Regions from separate parts of the Sus scrofa genome. Here region 1 is linked to region 2. Evidence: chromatin contacts called from public Hi-C data. All regions are on one chromosome and are shown on one strand. Each heading gives the region's core, a stretch centred on a gene start, on an enhancer-like site or on the middle of the called end of the contact. The rest is flanking DNA. Distances are from core to core; before and after follow the strand shown.

Region 1 (6,255 bases), core at 376-2,875, 200 kb before region 2:
AGGCATTTAGGCAGGGTGGGGGTGGGGCTCAGGATGCTCAGTGAGGTGCCATTTGCAGTATAGCGTGTCTCACTCGTATTTCCTCCCAGCTCTGCCTCTGGGGGATACATGGCAAGGTTCATGGGTTGGAGGAGCCTGTATTAAAGGTAAGGAGAAAATCTCATGAAAAAATCCTCCAGTGTCTATACCATGAGAATGGGAATGCAGGGTCCCACATCAGCCTGGGTCGCTGCAGCCATGCCCGCAGTGAAGTGGGGCAGCAAGCACAGGATGGCAAGGAGCACACACAGGATGTCTCGTAGGTCACGGAACACATGGAGAAGGCCTGGGGGGAGAGGGTCCAGTCTCTTACTGGTGGGTACCTGCACTGGAGGTCACCAGGGGCAAACAAAACCGCCCCAGAGTTGAAAAATGGAAAAGTTGACAGAATGTGGATTTCCTGTCTTGACTAATGTCAGCCCACAAATAGATGTGGCTGACGTGGCTGACAGGAACCCCCTCCCTTTTCCTCACCTTGGTTCCCTCCAAGGATTCCCACCCTTGTAAGATTTTTGGCATTGTCTCCTCCCAGTCCTGCAGTCTTTTTCAGCAGATCTCAGGGAGTGTGAATTAAGCCTGGAGGCCCTCAGGCATCGATGATAAGAAACAAGCAACTTCCAGGATTTCCCGTAACAGGCCCAACAAGTATCCACAAGGAGGTGGGTTCGATCCCTGGCCTCGCTCAGTGGGTTAAGGATCCGGTGTTGCTGTGAGCTGTGGTGTAGGTTGCAGATGTGGCTCGGATCCTGCACTGCTGTGGCTGTGGCATAGGCCGGCAGCTGCAGCTCTGATTCAACCCCTTGCTTGGGAACTTCCATATGCTGCAGGTGCAGCCCCCGAAAAAAGAAAACAAAAACAAAAACAAAAACAAAAAACAAGCAACTTCCCTCCTACACTGCGAACATGGTACTAGCCATGCACCATCCTTGATGGACTCATGAAGATGGTCATTCTGGCCCCTTTCCATATTGCTTCAGTCTCACTCAGATCCCATTGAGAAAGTTGGGATGATCCTTCCCAGCTGGAGAAAGAGCCCTGTTCTTTGCTGGGTCTACCTTAGGCAAAATTCCTGGAGGCAAAAAGGCCACCTCCAGCAGAGAATTCAGGAAAACCTAGTGCTTGATGTAATACAGGCTGGAGTAATGCGGGGGTTAACTCAGAAAAATGGAATGGTTTTGTTTCTCAGGGCAGTACGGAGTTTACTTTGTACCCTCACCGTCCCTAACTTAGTGTTTCGGATTGCTAATTTTATGGGCATTTTTCTAATTTTTTGATTCTCCTAAGAGGTGTTATTCGTTTTTTATCATTTCTGAAGAATATTTTAATATAAACAAAAGCATGAAAAGAACCAGTCCCAATTTAACCATTTCCATGTTTCGTTGTCAAAGGGCACAAAACACTGCCCATAAGAAAGAGAAAAGAATTGTTGGATGGGAAAGCGCAGCGGGCTGTGAGGGAGTGACGATGGGGGAAAAGTAAAACACGCGCATGCGCATGAAATAAGACTGGGACGCTCGGAGAGGCAACCCTGGGGCAGAGGACCCTGTCCCGCTGAAGTTTATTCTAGGCAACCAGGCACCAACAGCAGGGTTCACCCTAAACTCTGGCAGAGCCTGGAGCGGTCGACTGGCTCCTCCCCCGTGGCCCGCCCCTCTCCATGAGACCCCGCCCCCCGCCGGTTCCCACTCCCCCGCCGGCCCGCGCTCCCTGGGGGAGCGAGCCCCGCCCCCGCCCGTTCTGGCGCCAATCTCCTCGCAAAGGCCTTGGCCTTGCGGGAACCACCTGCTGAATGGAGGTTCTTCCCGCCCAGAGCCCAGAGGAGTCATTGCTGGGTCCCCAGAGCCTGGCACGAGCCTGGCCCGCCCAGAATGAGTGCTAAAGCGCTAATGCAGCCGTGCCTCAGATCACACCTCACCTGCGGAAGTCCACCTTCCTGGACACTGGTTCTAGGTCCTCCCATAGTCACCCTGCGGCCACAGAGGGGCCCCTCACCCTCACCGCCATCTCCCAGAGGTAGGACCCCAGCCTAGGCGCCTGTCGTCCAGCTGCCTTGTCCACTAAGGCCACTGGCTGCTAGGTCTGAAGGGGAACCCTTTAGGAAGGGGCTTTTACTGTGCTTTTCTGAGAAAATTATATGTAAAACCTGATGAGCCATTCAACTTCACTTTCCAAACCCTGTAGATATAACATACGAGTTCCTGTGGAAGATAAGAGGGGTTTTGTGGAAGGAGAAAATACAAAATGCTCCCTCTTTACATTAAAAATAATAATAATAATACATATATATGAAGTCATGCGTTCTCATCGAAAATACTTTTGTGTACCTTTTAAAAAAATTGCATCATAACTATTTTCCTACCCTATTATAGTCTTCGAGAGATGATTTTTAAAAAATTGTTGCCTAACTACCCATCATATGGGTGGGATATGATTTATTTAACTGTTGAAAATGCTGGACACCTACTTGCTTTCTGATTCTCCACTACTGCAGAACACATCATGCTGAAGAATCTTGACATAAATTGATTATTCCATTAGAATAGCTTCCTAGAAGGCGAATTCCTGGCTAAAGTTATGATCTTGTAAAAGCTCCCCTGACATACTGTTAAATTGTTTTCCAGAAAGGTGGTACAAATTTTCCCTCTTGCCATCAGGATGAGAGAAAACTACCCAACCACTCCACCGCCACCAATAACAACTTTCTCTGGCCTTGAATTACATTTATTTAATTTTTTGTCAATTCCATAGGAGAAAAAGCAATTCTTGTAGTTTTAATTTGTAGTTGTTGGATTCGAAAGGCTGTTTTTCATTTTATTGGCTATTTGTATTTCTTCCTTTGTGGTTGTCTGTTTTTATTTTTAGCCTATTTCTAACCGAGGAGATGCGTTTTTGGGGGGTTTTTTGGTAACTAAGACTGCTTCGAACAATAGGGATATTTGCCACTTGTCATGTTTGCTGCAAATATTTTTCCCAGTGTAATAGGTGCTTTTTAAATAAATTCATATTTTTGAAGGATAGAAAATCTAAAACTGCGGCGTAATCAGATACACCAGTCTTTTCCTTCACATTTCTTCTCTTCTGAAATTTTATGCCTAAATATTCACTTGTTTTCTGGAGCTGACTAAATATTCACTTTGTTTTCTGGAGCTTCTTCATGGTTTCTTCTTTTCTATCTGACTCTTTAATCCACCTGGAATTTGTTTTGGTGGCTGGTAAGAGGTGGATTCTAATTTGATTTTTCACCCAAGTATCCAATCTCCCCATTAACATTTATTGAATAATCAATCACTTCCTCATTGGTTTCTTTCTCAAATATTGGGTTCTCACATACTAGGATTTATTTCAGAGATTTCCATAGGTTTCACTGATCTGTTATTACTGATTTTTCAGTAATGACACAGGGATTTAATTGCCTTAGTTTTATAAAACATTTTAATATGTGCTGAAGAAGGTTCTCCAATGATCTTCCAAAAAAAAGTTAAGCTTCTCTTTTATTTATTAAAACATCCTCAGAATCAGTAGGTATATCCCCTTAAAATTTCTAATTTCGTGTTTTCTTGGGTTTTTTTTTCTTCTCTCAATTAGATTTATTAGAAGTTGGTATCTTTGGGATTTACAAATTCTCTTTTTTTCTGTTTTGAAATTCATCAATTCCTGTCTTTATTATAAAACTAATTTGTTCTCCTTAAGCTTGTTTTGGTCTAATGAAATCAATTTATTTTCATGCTTCATTTTTTTAATGAAAAACTAAGGATTTTTTAAAAGTTTCTACCCTCATTTACTTCTTTCTTAAATGCTAAAGATATTAACCAGAGCAAACCAAGAGCAAAATATTCATCTCCTGAATTTGCACACCTTTCTGCCTCTTTGTCCTCTGTGCGATCTTTAAGGATTTTTTTTTTTTTTATCTGAGAACAACTTGTTCACATCCTGAGTTTTGATAATATAGAGTCGTTGTAATTTTTAAAATATTCTTCAGTGGTAGTTTTAAATAATTCTCTTCTGACCAAATTGTAATTGAGGAGATTGCTTTAAAAGTCCCCTCCCCCCCAAAAAAAGGTTCCTTTCTAATTCCTTGTAATTAGAGAATATGCCTAAATATTTTTCTGACACTTTGAAACACGTGGCCAAGAAGCTGATCAATTTTTGTAAATGTTCAATGGATGCTTAAAACAAAAATGTGTTATTTGTTCATAGGCTATGAAGTTCAAAATTTATCAATTAAAACATTAAAAACTCAGATCATCCACCTCCTTATTTATTTTTGCATAAAAGTTCCCAGTATTACTATGTATAATATTTTTATCCATATTAAATGGTTCCTTTGGGCCATTTAATGATTTTTGCTTTGAGTTCACCTTGGTTTAAAATGAGGATTTCTACTCAATTGCTCTTTAGTTTGCACTTACCTAATAAATCTTTGCTATTCATTTATTTTTCTGGGTCCTTCCGTTTCAGGTACCTCCTTCGTAAATAGCATAAAATTAAATTTTGCTTTTAAATCCTATCTAAGTTAGGGACGTTTTCTTCCAATTTGGGAGGTAAAGTTCAATTACGTTGATTGTTATAAATTTTAAGTTTGGTTTCCTCTCATCTTGTTTCATGTTTTCTGTTTTTAAATTCTTCCTTCCTGCTTCCTTTATTTTTCTGTCTCTGTGTTTGTCTCATCCAGGGATGTGGAAAATGCACATTGTCAGGGAAGGGAAAAGCGACATTCTCAGGCAGGGGGCTGGGATCTCAGGTCTGCCGCTCCCTGGCTCTGTGACCCAAAGCACATGATTAACCTCTCTGTGCCTCAATTTCCTCACATAGGATGGAGATAATAACAGCCCCATAACTCACAGAGCTATGGTATGGATTAGGCAAGATAACACTTGCCTGATGCTACTGTCATCATTATTATACTTTTAAAATTCTACCTGTAGTTATCTTCAAGTTTAAAAAAATGATTTAAATTATATTTCTCTACTACAACTGAGTGATAAGGCTTTTTAAATTCTCCTCTACTTAAGATGATGAATCTTGCATGCTTTTACTAATCCTCTCTAGACTTCTCCTCAACTTTGTAATCTGAGGGTTTGCAACCCTCTCATTATTGTGGAATTATTATTTTTATTGAATACATATACTTTTTCCAGAATCTACTTTTTCCAGAATTTGGTTTTGCAGCCATGCTTAAACGCAGTCTGGATTTCATATTTACCTGTTTTCAGTGTTGTCCATTTTTCTGTTATATTGTGCTATTATTAAGATCTTAATTGTAATTCAACCCTTAGTCAACTGATATACAAACTCCTCCAAAAGTGTAGGTTGTAATCTTCTGAGCCCACAAAACTCTGAGAATGACTTTTGTTCTTCTTGTTTCCTCATGTGAATGACACTAATGCCTGAATGTCTACTAGAACTTAGGGTTCCTGAGGAAAAGTCAGCTCCATGTTGCCTATGTGCCTTGAGGATTGTTTAACCTCATGATTCAATAAATTTTCCAGAAAAAAAATTTTTTTTAATTTCTATTTATTCTATGGAAAACAGGAAACCTTTTGATCTGACTAATCTTAGCCTCTCCATCACCCCTCCAGCCAGCTTTTTTTTTTTTTTTTTTTTTTTTTTAGGGCTGCACCCACGGCATATGGAAGTTCCCAGGCTAGGGGTCGAACTGGAGCTACAGCTGCCAACCACAGCCACAGCAACACTGGATCCTTAACCTACTAAGCGAGGCCGGGGATCGAACCTGTATCCTGATGGATACTAGTCATATTCTTTCCACTGTGCCACAATGGGAACTCATAACCAGCCAATTCTGGAAAAGTTTTCTTCACGTATGTCTTTGATTATGCTTTTTTATCCAAATCATTCCAGTTTCTTCCTCTAAAATAATTCCAGTGCTAGGATGTAGCCTGGCTTCCACAGCTTCCAATTCTATCCTATTCACCCTTTTCTCTCATCTCTGTTTTTGTCTTCTTCATTCAGACAGAACCTTTAAGTTTGTCCTTCACATTCTGTGTTTTAAAAACTTTGGTGTCACAATGTGGATTCTCTTTGTGCCAAAACAATTTCCATTTTCTGTGAACTCTAGGCTTATATGAACCAGATACATTTTCCTTTCATATCCGCCTACTCTCTCTACCATAGAGATCACATCTTCTTGCACCTTGTTAGGGATGCCCAAGAATCCTCAAATGTTGCTTTTTTGTTCCTCAGAAGTAAGCATTCTTC
Region 2 (6,581 bases), core at 2,149-4,648:
GTACCCTACAGTTTGAAAAGCCTTTTCATTTGTCTTAGGGTGACTCATTCCATCCTCTCCACACCCCGTGAGGGGGCATCTGTAGTCTCACTTCAGTGATGAGAAAGCCGAGCCCTGGAACGAGGCAGCCCACAGGTGGGCAGCGGTGGAGACCGGAGGCTGAGTTTTCTGGGCCCAGACCACAGGTCTAGTTTGAAGAGGCCCAGGCTGGACCTCCACCTGGCCCAGGAAAAAGGAAAACAGGTGAGCAGAGAAGGGGCCTGCTTTGCTTCTATGTGGGCAGTGCCTATTCTGGAAGCCAAAGACTACCAAAGAGATGGGCAGGAACCATAAGGGAAAGATAGGGAATGAAAGGGAACTCACACAACTCACCAAGAATTAGTGACAAGGGGCTTCTGTGGCTCAGAGGACTGAGTGATGAAAGCAGAGGGGAGGGACCTGTCGTGGCCTGGGTTTAGGGCCCTAACCTCCAACCCCCACCCTGTGGTGTCCCTTCTAGACCTGCTGTGAGCATGTGAAGTGCGAAAGGACCAGGAGCATCTGTGGCCCAGAACAAGAGGGGATCCCTGCCTCAGGGTGACCCTGGGAGGTTGCCATAGCAACAACCCACCAGTCCTGCATCTGTCTTGGGCCCAGCATCAGGGGGCTGGGAGCAGTTCTCAAAAGGAACACATGCCTCTGACCCTCAAGCAGCTCGTGGGGTGGCACAGGCCTGAAGGAGACCACCATACATCCCAGCCACCAACCCCACCTCACCCAGCCCCCCCAGGATTGGTGAGAGTGGAAAGCATGGGGAAAGGCTGGGGCCTGGAAGAGCTGGGAAGGCAGGGAGAGATGGGGAGCTTCCTGGAAGAGGTAGGGGCTGGAAGGGGCACTGGTGAGGGGAGGCTGAGCCGAGGGCAAGGGGAAAGGGGTGAGGCTGAAGAATGAGGGGCAGGGATGAGAGGGAGGAGTGGTGGGTTGGGGGAGCAGCTGGGAAAGAAGTTTGGGGGACTGGCCAAAGGAAGCAGAATTTTTTTTTTTTTTTCTCTTTTTAGGGCCACACTCATGGCACATGGAGGTTCCCAGGCCAGGGGTGGAATCAGAGCTGTAGCTGCTACCCTATGCCACAGCCACAGCCACGCCGGATCCAAGCCACGTCTTCAACCCACACAGCTCACGGCAATGCCGGATCCTTAACCCACTGAGCGAGACCAGGGATCGAACCCGCATCCTCATGGATACTAGTTGGATTCGTTAGCCACTGAGCCACGAAGGGAACTCGCAAAGGAAGCAGAATTTTTGATTTGAGAAGGAAAAGCCCAAGAGGGCCACGCCCTACTCCGGTGACTCCCCCAAGGCACCCCAGAGCTGAGCCCTTAGCTGGAGGGGTTCCCAGAGGAAAGGGCAGAAAGGCCGAGTGCTTAAACTGGAAGGGCCCAGACCAGGCCCTGGAGACCGAGCAGGACTGAGTGGCAGAGTCCACTGGGTGTACCCACAGGCCCCTCCCGCCCCTGCATGGCCAGGAGTGTCCCCCCTCCCTGTGGGAAGGAGGGAGCCCTGTCCCCTAGCTCTGGCCTCCCTTGGCTCATCTATGACCAGAGAGCGTCTTGTGAGTTGGGACTTGGGGTACCCCCCGCCTTTACCAGTACTTCTGGGGGCACATGGGTGTGATGGAGACCTACAAAGGGCATGAGGCTCCCCTCCCAAGGGCACCTGAGAGAGGGTAACCAGAATGGCCACTGTCCCTGGTGTCCTGGCCCCTCCTCCAAATCCCCCTTGGATTCCTGGCTTTTTCTCCCTGATTCAGCAGTTTCAGAAACCTCCGGCTCAGCAGATCTACTTCCTGAGCGGGTAAGAAAAAGGAGAGGGCTTGGGGGGGACTTCCTAGCCTTCCTGAGCGTTAGTTATGCAAACGAAGGAAATGAGCCCTAGAAACGAAACAGAAAAGCCCCAAGCGGCCCACACCCTACAGGAACCCCGGGGGGCCAGCTTGTGTCCCCTGCCTCAAGCCCAGCCCCCCTCCCCAGGACACGGAATGCTGCCAACCACCCAGCCTGAATCCCTCTCCTGGAGACTCAAGTGTCCCTTTCAGCTGCTCGGGCGGCACGAATTCTGAGCACCTGCGGGTGAAGAGAGTGAACAGCATAAAACAGGCTTCCTCCTGTGCACAAGGGCTCACAGAGCCAGGAGGTCAAATCCAGATCCTGGCCTTTGGCCAGCTCCTCCCAACCCCCACTCCAGAAACAAATGACTCCTTTCCTAAATCCCCTCTAGCCCCTTTCCTTGACCCTCTGCCTAGAAGGAAGTTTCTCCTTTGGTCTAACTGCAGGCCCCTGTGCTGCAGAAAGCAGGCTCCATGGGCCTCTAAGCCCTTAACACACCTCCGTAACCTCAGTGCCTCGTGGCTTCTGGTACGCAATAGATTGTAAATGTTTGTGGGAATGAGTGGACCCTGTTCCATCCCCAGGCTGCCCCGCCCCACCTCACCTCATGGCTGAATTGAAAGAGCTAATACATTGAAATCCCTTCAACAGTGAGCGGCCCATCAGTCAGAGTGTTTACAGAAGCACCTGCTGCCAACTATAGCCTCCTGGTGGGCAGGCCCCTTCAGCTTTACTAACACTCCTCTGACCTGGCCTGAAGTCCCACCGTCCTTCTGTCCCCTGTGCTCCCAAGGGGATTTCCAGGCCAATCACGAAGGCCAGTCAGGGGTGTTCTCGTCGTGGCACCACAGAAACGAATTCAACTAGGAACCACTAGGAACCACGAGGCTGCGGGTTCGATCCCTGACCTTGCTCAGTGGGTTAAGGATCCAGCATTGCTGTGAGCTGTGGGGTGGGCCAGCAGCTGCAGCTCCGATTGGATCCATATGCTGCACTGGTGGCCCTAAAAAAAAAAAAAGACAAAAACAAAAACACAAAAGGCCTTCCTAAAGAGCAGCCCACGGGGGTCTGGGAGAGCAAGCTAGAGAGTAGGGCCAAGCCGGTGGGGTGGGGTCTAAGATTTGGGGTCCGGAGTGGTCAGGCAGTGGAGTCCGGAGCAAATGTGGAGCCAGGGCGCCACCTAGTGGTTCCCTCCCCTCCCCAACCCAGAAGCCAGAAGGGGTGGGGGTGGGGCTCCCTCTCCTCCGTCCTCCACACCCACAAGGGAGCGAAATACGGGACAGGCATTTTGTTTATGTTGTTTTATTTAATCTCTTCCCCCAGCCCCTCAATCTCCTTTTTTGAGGAGTAGAAACCCAAGGCTCCCAGAGATTAACTTGCCCACAATCACTCAGCCTGGACTTGAGCCAGAGGCTCAGACTCCAAAACCCACTCGCTATGTTGCTACGTCGCTATGTCTACATCTCCCAGGGGTGCAGCCAAGGCAGCTGTGAGCAAAATGCAGAGTTCCAGCCCAGAGGGCCTGAGGCTTGCAGAGAGGGGGAGGTGACAGGGAGAGGAGTATATGGGAGGTGAGTACCAGTGCCTACGAGGTGGTGGGCGTTGGTGTCCCAAGTGACGGCGCCCACACACAGTGTCACAGCTCCAAGAGCATTTTACTGGGATCTGAGTCTACAGTTCACATGGGGAGGTGAGGCCACGTGAAGAACTGGGCCAAAAGGGGGACTTCTTCCCCCAGGGGAGAGCTCTTTCCAAATCTCACAAAACCCCAGGGGAAGCCCTGATGCTGGGCCTCCAGCCAGCAAGGCGAGTCAAGTCCCAGGGGGCACAGGTCAATGGGTACAGCCAAGGGGCCCACTCTGGGCTGCCCCCCCCACACACACACACAGGAGGAGGAAAGCTCTTTGGCTTCAGAATCAGAATCGCCCCCACTCCTCTACCCCCACCCCCCACTTCACACAATCAGGCTGCAAGAGTCCAGGCCCAGGGCCCTGAGCATTTGCATGCATTTGCATAGACAGCAAGGCCGGTCCAGCTAAGGTTTTTTCCTTAGCGAAAGTGGTATCCGTGCAGGGCTGGGTGATTTCTTTGCTCTCCTCTGTGAAGGAGATCCAAGGACACCGAAAGAGCCAGGGCAGCTGGGGGAGGTGGCAGTTTAACGGTTCCCAGAGGACAGATAACACAGGGGGCCTCAGCCTCGGCGGTGGTGGCTGTGCTCCTCCCTGGGCCCCACAACTCTGGGGTTCCGCAAATGTTTGTCCTTCTTCCCAGACCTGTGGGGAGGCATGGGGCGGGGGCAGGAAGAGGCCTTTAGAAAACAATGCGATAAGGGCCTCCTTGAGAGGGGACCTTATTCCTCCTGAGGCAGGCAACACAGGCAGCCACCATCAATCACGTGGCGGAGAGGGGCCTGTGGCCAGACAAGATCTCTGGGGACAAAGGCTAAAGTTGGGCAGGAAGGTGGGACGCATGCTCCCGGGGCTATGCAGGAATGGGCAGTACAGGGCAACTTGGGAGGGAAATTTCCCCTAGCCCAACAGGGAACTCCCCAGGACCACTCTGGGGTGAGCAGATAGCTTCCTGCCCCCAAGCGAAGCCAGTATCGACTGGTAGGGGGAGGGGAGACCAAAAAGCAGAGCTCAAACCTCAAACTGAAGATCCCCAACTCAGGCCCACCACTACCTCCGGCCTCCAGCCCCGTCCCACTGACCCAATCCCCCCAGGGCTGCCCACCTCTTCTTTAGGGCTTTGTCTCCAAAGAAGTGGCTGAAGATGAAGTCCTCAAAGTCATCCACCTCATCATCATCACCTGTCTGTCTCACTGCCACCTCCTCCAGGCTGTCCTCCAAAGCATCCACAAAGTCCCGGAAGCGGAGGCGGTCGTGGCGGAAGATGCCATCCTCACCAAAGTAAGCAGGAGAGAGGGGCAGCTCCTTGGTCAGCTGCCCAGCCCAAGGCAGCCGCTCCAGGTACGTCCTCAGCAGAGAGGCCAGCTCCTGTTGTCGCACTGGGGCAAGCTCGGTGCCAAAGAAGGCTAGGCCCTCCTGCCGAGCACACTCCTGCACACCCGAGCAGCCCTGGGGGGCCCGGTACTTGTGCCTCGACAGCTCTGCCCAGGGTGACAGGGGGTCGGGCCTGTCTTTAGCCCCTTCCTTCCACCGAGGATGCTTCTGCCCCTCTGAGGAGGAGGGGGGGCTCCCACTCTTCCTGGGGGCCTCCTTGGAACCCTGGCGCTTTCCATCCTTCTTGCCAGCCCACTCCTCCACCCCAGGCTTTCCCTCCTTCCCCCGCCCTGCCAGCTCCTTGTCCTCCTCACCCCCCCAGCTCTTCTTCTTTTCCCAGCCAGATTGCTCCTTCTTGTGTTTCCAGCGCTCCGTCTTCCGGTCCCTCTGCCCATCCCACCACTTTTCCTTTCCACTCCGCTCTCTGGAACTGTGGAAGTGAGGTTCCTGACGCCAGGCCTCTGAGACATTAGCAGGGACCCCAGAGAGCTGGCCCCAGTTCTCCAGGCCTTGCAGCTTCTGGACCAGTCTGTGGCCCAGCTCAGCCAGGCCCGCATCCCTCAAGCTCCGCTCCAGGTCCTGCTGCACAGACCCCAGCACCCGCTGCTGCCTCTCCAACTCTTGCCTTAACGCCTGAGCCTCAGCCTCTGGCTGTTCCTTCTGCTCCAGGAAGCCAGGGTGTGGCTCCTGCCCCCTAGGGCCTTGCTCCTGCCCCCTAGGGCCTTGCTCCTTGGTGACCTTGCCAGCCTGAGGGCCTCTGCCCCAGTGGAGGCACACCCCATCTGTGCCCGGGACGCAGTCGGCCTCCAGCCCCTGGAGCTGGGCTCTCAGCTGCTGCAGCTCCGACTCCAGGGCCCGCTGGGAGGCCTCGCCCTGCTCTAGGGCCCCTCGGAGCCGGGCATTCTCCTCTTCTAGCCCTTTGGGCTGATGCATCAGGCTCTGAAGTTCTTCCTTCTGGGCCTGGAATGAGGGTAGGGATGGAGGGAAGGCACAAGGAGGGGTCCTGGTCAGGATGTCAGGATGGACCCAGTGCCTTCTACCCTAATTCCATTCGGTTATAGTGGGCAGGGGGCCCAAGCCCCCTTATGGCCTGGACACTCAGAGAATTTGGTTCTTGTCCTCCTCCCTAGCTGCACCCTTCACCAGACCCTGGGATCCCCAAATTCCACCACAGGTCTCAGTTTCTGTGTCCTTTTCTAAGCACACACTTCTTCAATGCACCTAAAGATATCTGGCCAAGATGTGGCTCTTGTGGCCCTATTTCCACCTCCCATACCCAGAGCAGACATTATTAATCGATCACAGCCCTTCTTTCCCATTGAACCTTGGCATGTTCTTCAAATCCTTCTCTACACAATGCTGGAGGCAGACCATGCCAAGGAAGCAAGGGCAGCATGCCATACAAAGCACGGAGGCCAGTCGTGGCCTACACCTTAGCATGTGTGACATAAACAGAACCAGGAAGCTGACTGAGGTGAGAAAGGAAGGGGGTCGAGGGAGTGAATACAGGAAACTTGTTTGAGGGGAGGACGCTAGAAGTGGCACCTGGCCTGAGGGGCCGGCCTGGGGCCCCCCTTCACTTATGCCCACCTGCAGCTGGGCCTGCAGCAGCCGGATGTCCTGGTTCTCCTTGGCCAGCCTGTCCAGCAGAAGGGCCATGTTCTGCAGGCTGGGGACGCTGTCAGGCGGCGCCGAGGCCTGCAACTGCTGCTTT

Evidence for each region. A called contact is a pair of places that touch in the nucleus more often than the background predicts.
Region 1: a Hi-C map of fetal liver shows a contact between it and region 2, with 2.7 times the contacts expected there. The contact joins two enhancer-like sites. A contact is called at or near these places in 2 of 47 Hi-C or Micro-C datasets (epiblast stem cells and fetal liver).

The regions. Positions count from the first base shown.
Region 1 is chr4:95,045,406-95,051,660 of Sscrofa11.1, reverse strand. All of the region lies in intron 3 of KCNN3 (potassium calcium-activated channel subfamily N member 3), which reads right to left. Among named protein-coding and RNA genes, the nearest start is that of ADAR, 110 kb to the left of the region's middle. Within about 2 kb of position 1,625, at least 19 of the 83 cell types and tissues checked have an H3K27ac peak or open chromatin away from gene starts, as enhancers often do. A contact at or near this core is called in epiblast stem cells and fetal liver, where this site is marked.
Region 2 is chr4:94,844,223-94,850,803 of Sscrofa11.1, reverse strand. It overlaps PBXIP1 (pre-B-cell leukemia transcription factor-interacting protein 1), which reads right to left. Exons shown (of 11, transcript XM_021089739.1): 9 at 6,458-6,581; 10 at 4,599-5,827; 11 at 3,152-4,138. The coding sequence ends at 4,057. Among named protein-coding and RNA genes, the nearest start is that of PBXIP1, 10 kb to the right of the region's middle. Within about 2 kb of position 3,398, at least 36 of the 83 cell types and tissues checked have an H3K27ac peak or open chromatin away from gene starts, as enhancers often do. A contact at or near this core is called in epiblast stem cells and fetal liver, where this site is marked.